2 separate regions of the Drosophila melanogaster genome follow, and region 2 is linked to region 1. Evidence: chromatin contacts called from public Hi-C data. All regions are on one chromosome and are shown on one strand. Each heading gives the region's core, a stretch centred on a gene start, on an enhancer-like site or on the middle of the called end of the contact. The rest is flanking DNA. Distances are from core to core; before and after follow the strand shown. Region 1 holds the start of mol (moladietz). Region 2 holds the start of yellow-c (yellow-c,).

Evidence for each region. Hi-C and Micro-C count contacts between places; a contact is called where the count stands out from the background.
Region 2: a contact with region 1 is called in a Hi-C map of the OSC cell line, with 6 times the contacts expected there. The contact joins the promoter of yellow-c here to the promoter of mol in region 1. A contact is called at or near these places in 25 of 107 Hi-C or Micro-C datasets (the Kc167 cell line, the OSC cell line, the Ras3 cell line and 11 more) and 4 of 6 datasets of contacts at active chromatin or transcription factors (the Kc167 cell line and the S2 cell line).

Annotation. Positions count from the first base shown.
Region 1 is chr2L:14,995,745-14,998,907 of dm6, reverse strand. It overlaps mol (moladietz), which reads left to right and starts at 1,349. Exons shown (of 6, transcript NM_165094.3): 1 at 1,349-1,392.
Region 2 is chr2L:15,033,546-15,036,769 of dm6, reverse strand. yellow-c (yellow-c,) reads right to left here and starts at 1,376. Exons shown (of 3, transcript NM_001299018.1): 1 at 974-1,376; 2 at 1-184. The coding sequence starts at 1,206. GABA-B-R1 (metabotropic GABA-B receptor subtype 1) reads right to left here. Exons shown (of 16, transcript NM_001259104.2): 16 at 2,066-3,224. It overlaps CIAPIN1 (Cytokine induced apoptosis inhibitor 1), which reads left to right. Exons shown (of 4, transcript NM_080199.3): 3 at 1-195; 4 at 250-477.

The DNA of each region.
Region 1 (3,163 bases), core at 100-2,599:
AAATTGCATGCTGTAAAAATAGTTATACGACTTTAGAAGTTTTTCAGCCAGCTTTAAGCACCACATTTTTTTCCAAACACAGAATAATACTTTTTTAAATCCAAAGACTAAGTACATCGGCTAAACTCTAGAGAGCCTTACGTATAATGAATTACTGATTTTACAGCAATATTTACATTTTTGTTTATGTATGTTTTTATGGCTAATTTTGCACATCATAAAAGATTCACTACTAAGGCAAAGACAACAAGATCTAGCATACTGCGGCTGAAAAGTGGCTTTGGCGTCGACCAGCCAAATTTGCAACTGTCGAGATTCACAAGTCGGATGGATTGACTGGACATAAACAGAGATCACGGAGGCTAACTTGGTGATTTGGCTTGGCGTTGGTGCGTGGCACGGTAGTCGCTAGTAAAAATTCAATTAGCAAATTAAATATTAATTACCAGACGGGTCTCTATGCTAATTGAATTAGCAATAGTAGCAGCTGGCAAATAACTAAATAAAGGAAAAAGTATTGGGGGTTTTTAAGTTGGAATGCTGCGAAGATGGAGTTTTTGAGGATTCGTTTTAATATTATCCAATATTTGGCACCTATTTTTTCTGACATAATTGTTTAAATTAAAGAATGTTGTATGAAAAGTGGAAATTGCAATTTAAAATTTGAAATTTTGATATTATAACGATTGCATTTTTGATTATACAATGCAATTACGTTTCATTAAGTTTTATTTTGGTTTAATAATAAATGTCTCATTTTAACATACTACCTTATAAATAAATCTTTTGTTTTTATGTCCAGTAATGCATTATACATTAATATTTTAAGTGGGCCTTAATTTATATCAACCAAATTAAAATGTCAGATGATAAAATTACGTTTGAGAGTTTTATTTTGTTTCCTTTTTTGTAACAATGCAAGTTCTAATATTTTCGGAGCACAGCTGTTTATACTAATATTATTTCTCCTCGTGACAGGTGCCAATGCTATTCTCGCCCGGCTGATTAAAGTATATAATTTGCCGCTCGGCTGTGAATTTAGTGTGAGGCCAGGCCCAAGATGAACCAGTTTGCGGTTGGAAAGTGTGGCAGCCTAGAGTCGGACAAGGTCCCTGATCAGGAATAGCCCTGGCGATATAGCCCAAGTTCCCTGTCGGATTTTTTGATATTTTTTATTTTAATAATTTTTTTTTTGATTTTCTGACTTTCCGACATGACTGCTTCATAAATTCACACTCACTTAAGCCTGCAATTAGCGGTCGAGCAAAAAGCTCCCATCGCTTTGGAGCTTTGGCGCTCTGTTGCTCTCTTTTGGGAAGGTTTTGTCTTTTGCTCACCGCTCTCGGCGTTCAGTTGATCGACGGCAAGCTCTCGAAACGGACGCAGATTTTTGTAAGTCGCCGCCGCGCCTGCGCATTTTAAATCAGTTGCAACAAAAAAACAACGAGAGGCAGCGAAGACGAAATCGAATTGTGTTTTTATTTGTTTGCTTTTGTTTTGTCTGTGTGTTATGCCATGCACAAAACCACCGTGTTCGTAAAAGTGGAGAAAAATCAAAAATCGAAAATTCAAGCCGAAATAAGTTTGCCAAAACAAAAAGAAACCGCAAAAGCCGCGTTATAATAACGCAAATAACGGTATTAAGTTTGAAGCTCATCTAGTTATTTATGCTTTGCTCCTCGTGGTTGTCTGCAAAAATAAAACAAAAAAGCTTAAAACAAACAACAGTGTCGAAAAACCTTAACAATTTGCGCGCACATAAAATATAATTAAAGCCAGCAAATTTTTGCCTTAAACATAAAAAAGTTAATCAACTTGGTTGCAATTAAATGTTGCAATTTATTTTTTTGCAACTAAAGTGCGAAATATTCAGTGCAATACAATAACAAAAATAAATAAGTTTCTCTGAAGCAATACAAATAAAAGTTTCTCTGTAGAAATATAAATAAAAAAATACCAAAATCCATATTATCAAAAATTCAATAAGATATGTAAATAAATAGTTTGGTATACTCAAGCAAAAATAGAATGCTGAACAATGGATAATAAATTATTTATTTTTTTGGGTAACAAACTGATTGCCGAGACTTAAAAGACACCGAGAACTAAAAATAAAATATGATAGATCAAACAAAAAAATTCCCAAACATCTAAAGAGGGAGTCCGCCATTCCTCAAACGTATGTGTGATGGGTGTATGTGTGGGTGGGAGCGGGAAAATTGTGTTGGTAATTTCTAATGCACATTTTCCCTTTAGTATTACCCAACACAATGTTTTATTACCCTTACAGGAGTAACAGGAGTAACTAAACCTTTGATATTTCGATATTTATTAAAACATGAAAAAGAAAATTGATTATAACAACTTCCAGCAATTTTAAACCTTTTTTTTGTATTTTCCGCGAAAGCGTACATAAAGAGCGTATTTTTTTTAATACCCCTTCCTTTTACTGTATTTTCCTGCCTGCCCTTTTAGTTGTCGTTGAATTTGTATGACGTGTGTGCATCAGGTTGATTTTTGTGATGCGTTTTGCCTATGTAATTTCCATGTCAGGCGTTGGGATTACTTCATCTCCCGTTTCATTTCCTATATGGCCAGATGATTCAAACCAAACTGACCAGCGCAAAAATGAAAACAAAAACTACTGCTACAAAAAAACTAAAAAAAAAAGTTGCACGAAAAAGCCGGTTGAAGGCAACTCTTACATATTTACACGCACCAGCGCTCATTGAACACACGCCGCCAGCAGCAACAACAAAGCTAGCACGGGAAAAAATTGTTTTAAACAGTTACTAATATTTTTATTAATATATTAGTAAGGATTATATTGATAAATAACAGTACTACAAAAAGTAATATCAAGATATTCATAATATTCATATATGACATAAATCATACAATTCCGAGTAATTATTTTCTCTCACTGCATTACAGCAACAGCAACAAAAGCAATATCAACAGGGCGACACAGAAACCTGTTGTTGTAGCTCTTGGTGCCTCTCTTGCTGTCTCTGTCTCGTCAAAAGACATTTGCAGAGTTTCCAGCTGCGTGTTGATTATGTCAATTTCATGTTTACTTCATTTCCTCAATCCACCGGCAAAGGTGTTAGAGAGAGGGGTATAGTGGGCGGAAAGGGGTGCGCCAGCAATTTCACTTTCGTTG
Region 2 (3,224 bases), core at 127-2,626, 38 kb before region 1:
GATGCCGGCATCTTGAGCCTTGTCCGCGTCCAGACGTCCACCGGATGGTGTCTTTTGGTCCTGTGGCTGCACATCGATGGGCAGCTTGTTGGCCTCCCAACTGGGATACGGATGCAGCTTTGGCGACTTCTCCGTCGAATTAATGTCGATGTAGTTGAGTGTGGCAGCAACACCAGCCTTCCATCTAAAGGGAAAGTAGATCATTTAATAATGAGGAGAAATAAATTAACTAAAAAATTTACATTTCAGACTTGTTTAGTTACTAATTACATTTAAACCTGACACTGGCAAGTAACAAATTAATAACATTAAAAAGTACCATTCACCTGCGCAATTATTATGACTGATTGGATATAGTCTAATATAAGCTATAGTTTTAATTTATATCTTAGCACTATCAGTTAAAACTTTGACGGCAACTATAGCTTAAATAATTATGCTGTATTATCAACAAAATATACTTTTTTTACGTATCTTATTTTTCGAAATGTTTTTAAATCGAATTTTGTTTTGATTACTCATATCTCCCGAAAAGCAGAATGGTTTTCGGGGCTTTTTGGCCAATAAGCGCATCGGTGGTAAATCCCAAAAAGGTGACGTCACAAAGACTTTGTTTACTAGTTACCTAGTTAGCCTTTTATGGGATCCATAATATTCCATAGAATTTTCCGATCATGTGTTTTCTCTTATTAATTTATAATTAACCTCATGTTACGATTTGCATTTAGAAACCACGATTTAAAATGCAAAATAGACATACACAAATGGGGTAAAAAATGATAAAGTTAACTAGCCAGCGAGGAAACCGGTTTCCCCTCCTGACGCTCGATGATTTTGCAAGTCTAGCTTGACATTTAATTACAAACCAAGCCAACAAAAAAGGTAAATAATAAGAAAAAAAAAGAAAACCTAACTACAGCTTACCGTAAGTTTGTTGTCTCTTTTTTTTTTGTCTATGAATTTGGTTACTTACCTTGGCACAGTGACAAAGATTCTGTTTTGCCAACGCTCCACGCCCAGCGGCAGGTTGTTCTCCACGATGTAGTGGCCATTCGACTTGGCCTCCGCCTCGGCCTCCGGAGTGGGCCAATCGAAGGCCAGTTGCTTCCACGAGAACTTCTCCTCCAGCTTGGCCGATGCAATCCGGCTGAAGGCGCCGATAAGGCACACCATTAAGCCCAGGCTCAACATTCCTAGTGGGTTCATTTTGGATTTTTCAATTATTCGATTTTTTTTGGATTGCTCGTTTCTTTTTTTTTGGACCTCCGTTCAGTTCGAGTTGAGCGCGCTAACTGCAAGAGCTTAGTTTGGAATCGGGCTTAATATGCTGGCTTGGATCCCAAACAAGCGGAGCTTTAAGCTCACAGTACACAGATATTCGATCCCGTGGAGTTATAAACTGTTATACCAAGTGCCCAGCTGCAAGTTAATGGTTATTGCGATGGGCTGGGACTTAAAATTAGCAACATAACCGGAAGGAAGATCTGGAATTTACTTGTTAATGCTTTAAAAATACTTTTTTGCTCGCTCGAATAAAATCAATCGAACAGTGAACCTCGTTTTCAGTTTGTAACTAATGGGTCAATTACTGCATTGATATATATATAACAGAATGAAAAAGAATTTTGAGTATTTAAAATAAAATAATATTGCCAAAGCCTTTACATGTTTAAAAAAATTTTAAGAAATTTTCATTTAATAATTATTAAACTGCATAAACAATTCAAACTCTGATTTATGAATAAAGGTTATTGATTCTCTCATTTAAAATGCAGCACGAGTGGGATGCGAAGTAAATGTTTGTTGCTTTTAAGAACGATTTGTATTTTAAGAAACGAATTTGTGGACAATGTCTGATAATTGAGTCTGAAATTTTAAAAGCAAATGAACTTGAAATTTAAAAATGTTACCTGTAAGTTAAGCCTAAAAATATTTGACTTCTCTAAAAAGGCACATTAATTGTTTTAAAAATCTTAAATCCCACAAATAAAACAAATTAAGACTAAGAGTAATAATATGGCATAAACATTAAACACCCAAACCAATAAATAACTGTGATATATTTGTTCAATTCTGTTTTGTGTTTTTTATTCAGTAAAATTCTCATTTATTCCGTTTTATTAAACTTTAAATTAATTCGTTAGTGTTACATTCATAAGAACATACCGAGTTTTTCATTACTTTGACCTTATGTTTTTCCTGCATATTGCTACCATTTGTCGTGGTTCATATTTATTTTGTCACTAACAGTAGAATTTCACTTTCTTGTGTGTTTCCATTGAAATAATTCTGGATTTATTTAACCTTTGCTTTTTCTATTTACTCGTATTTATACAACAATATTAGCTTGGCTAAACTGTGTCTTACTTGGCTAGAAGTTCTTCATTCGGCTGTGATTCGAGGACAAAAGCAAATAATTGATTCGGATTCGAAAATAAATGTCGATTACTTGTTGCATTTGTAGATTTGGTTGCTGTTCATGTGGCTGTGTTCAATTCTGTGTTTTTAGGAGGCGCAGCTAAATGCTCTATATACAATATACATGATCTCGAGTTTACACGTCTACCCTAACAGCGTTCCCTATATGTATGTATGTGTATGAAATACAATCCAATTATTAAACTACAAATTCCAACGACTCTTAACAAATATCAATGTACTAGAGATGTTCTTTGCCATGTGTAAATTTCATATATATATATACTTCAATATTTATATATAATCATTGTTTATCGTGTGTATAGTATTCATTTCTTTTGCATGGTTTTCCTTTCTTTATTTTTTTAACGGCTTAGATTTTAAAGTCTTTCATTTCGTAGGAATTTGATGTTGTCTATGTATGTTACTTATAGCACTTTTTGTGATGGATTTATGTTGTTATAATTCCATTTTACTTGGATGTGAGTGAGTTTGAATTGAATTTGTATTGAAAAGACGGGTGAGTGAGTGAGTGATAGTATGTTATGCAAGTGAGTAAGTTAATCATTTGTCAATAGGGTTCAGTTTAGTTTTAGTTTAAATAAAGTCAATTCCTATATAACGACGTCCCCAATTATGCTCGGTCTCTCCTCGGTTCCTGTGTATAATATATATACTTTATAAATGCGATTTTAGAACTTACAGTAGGTTCAAAAATTTCTCATTACCATTTAATTTGTCTATGTATAACAAGTACATAAAAATTAAAACGTTCCTTGAGCACTCAGCATCCCGTCCGTAATATA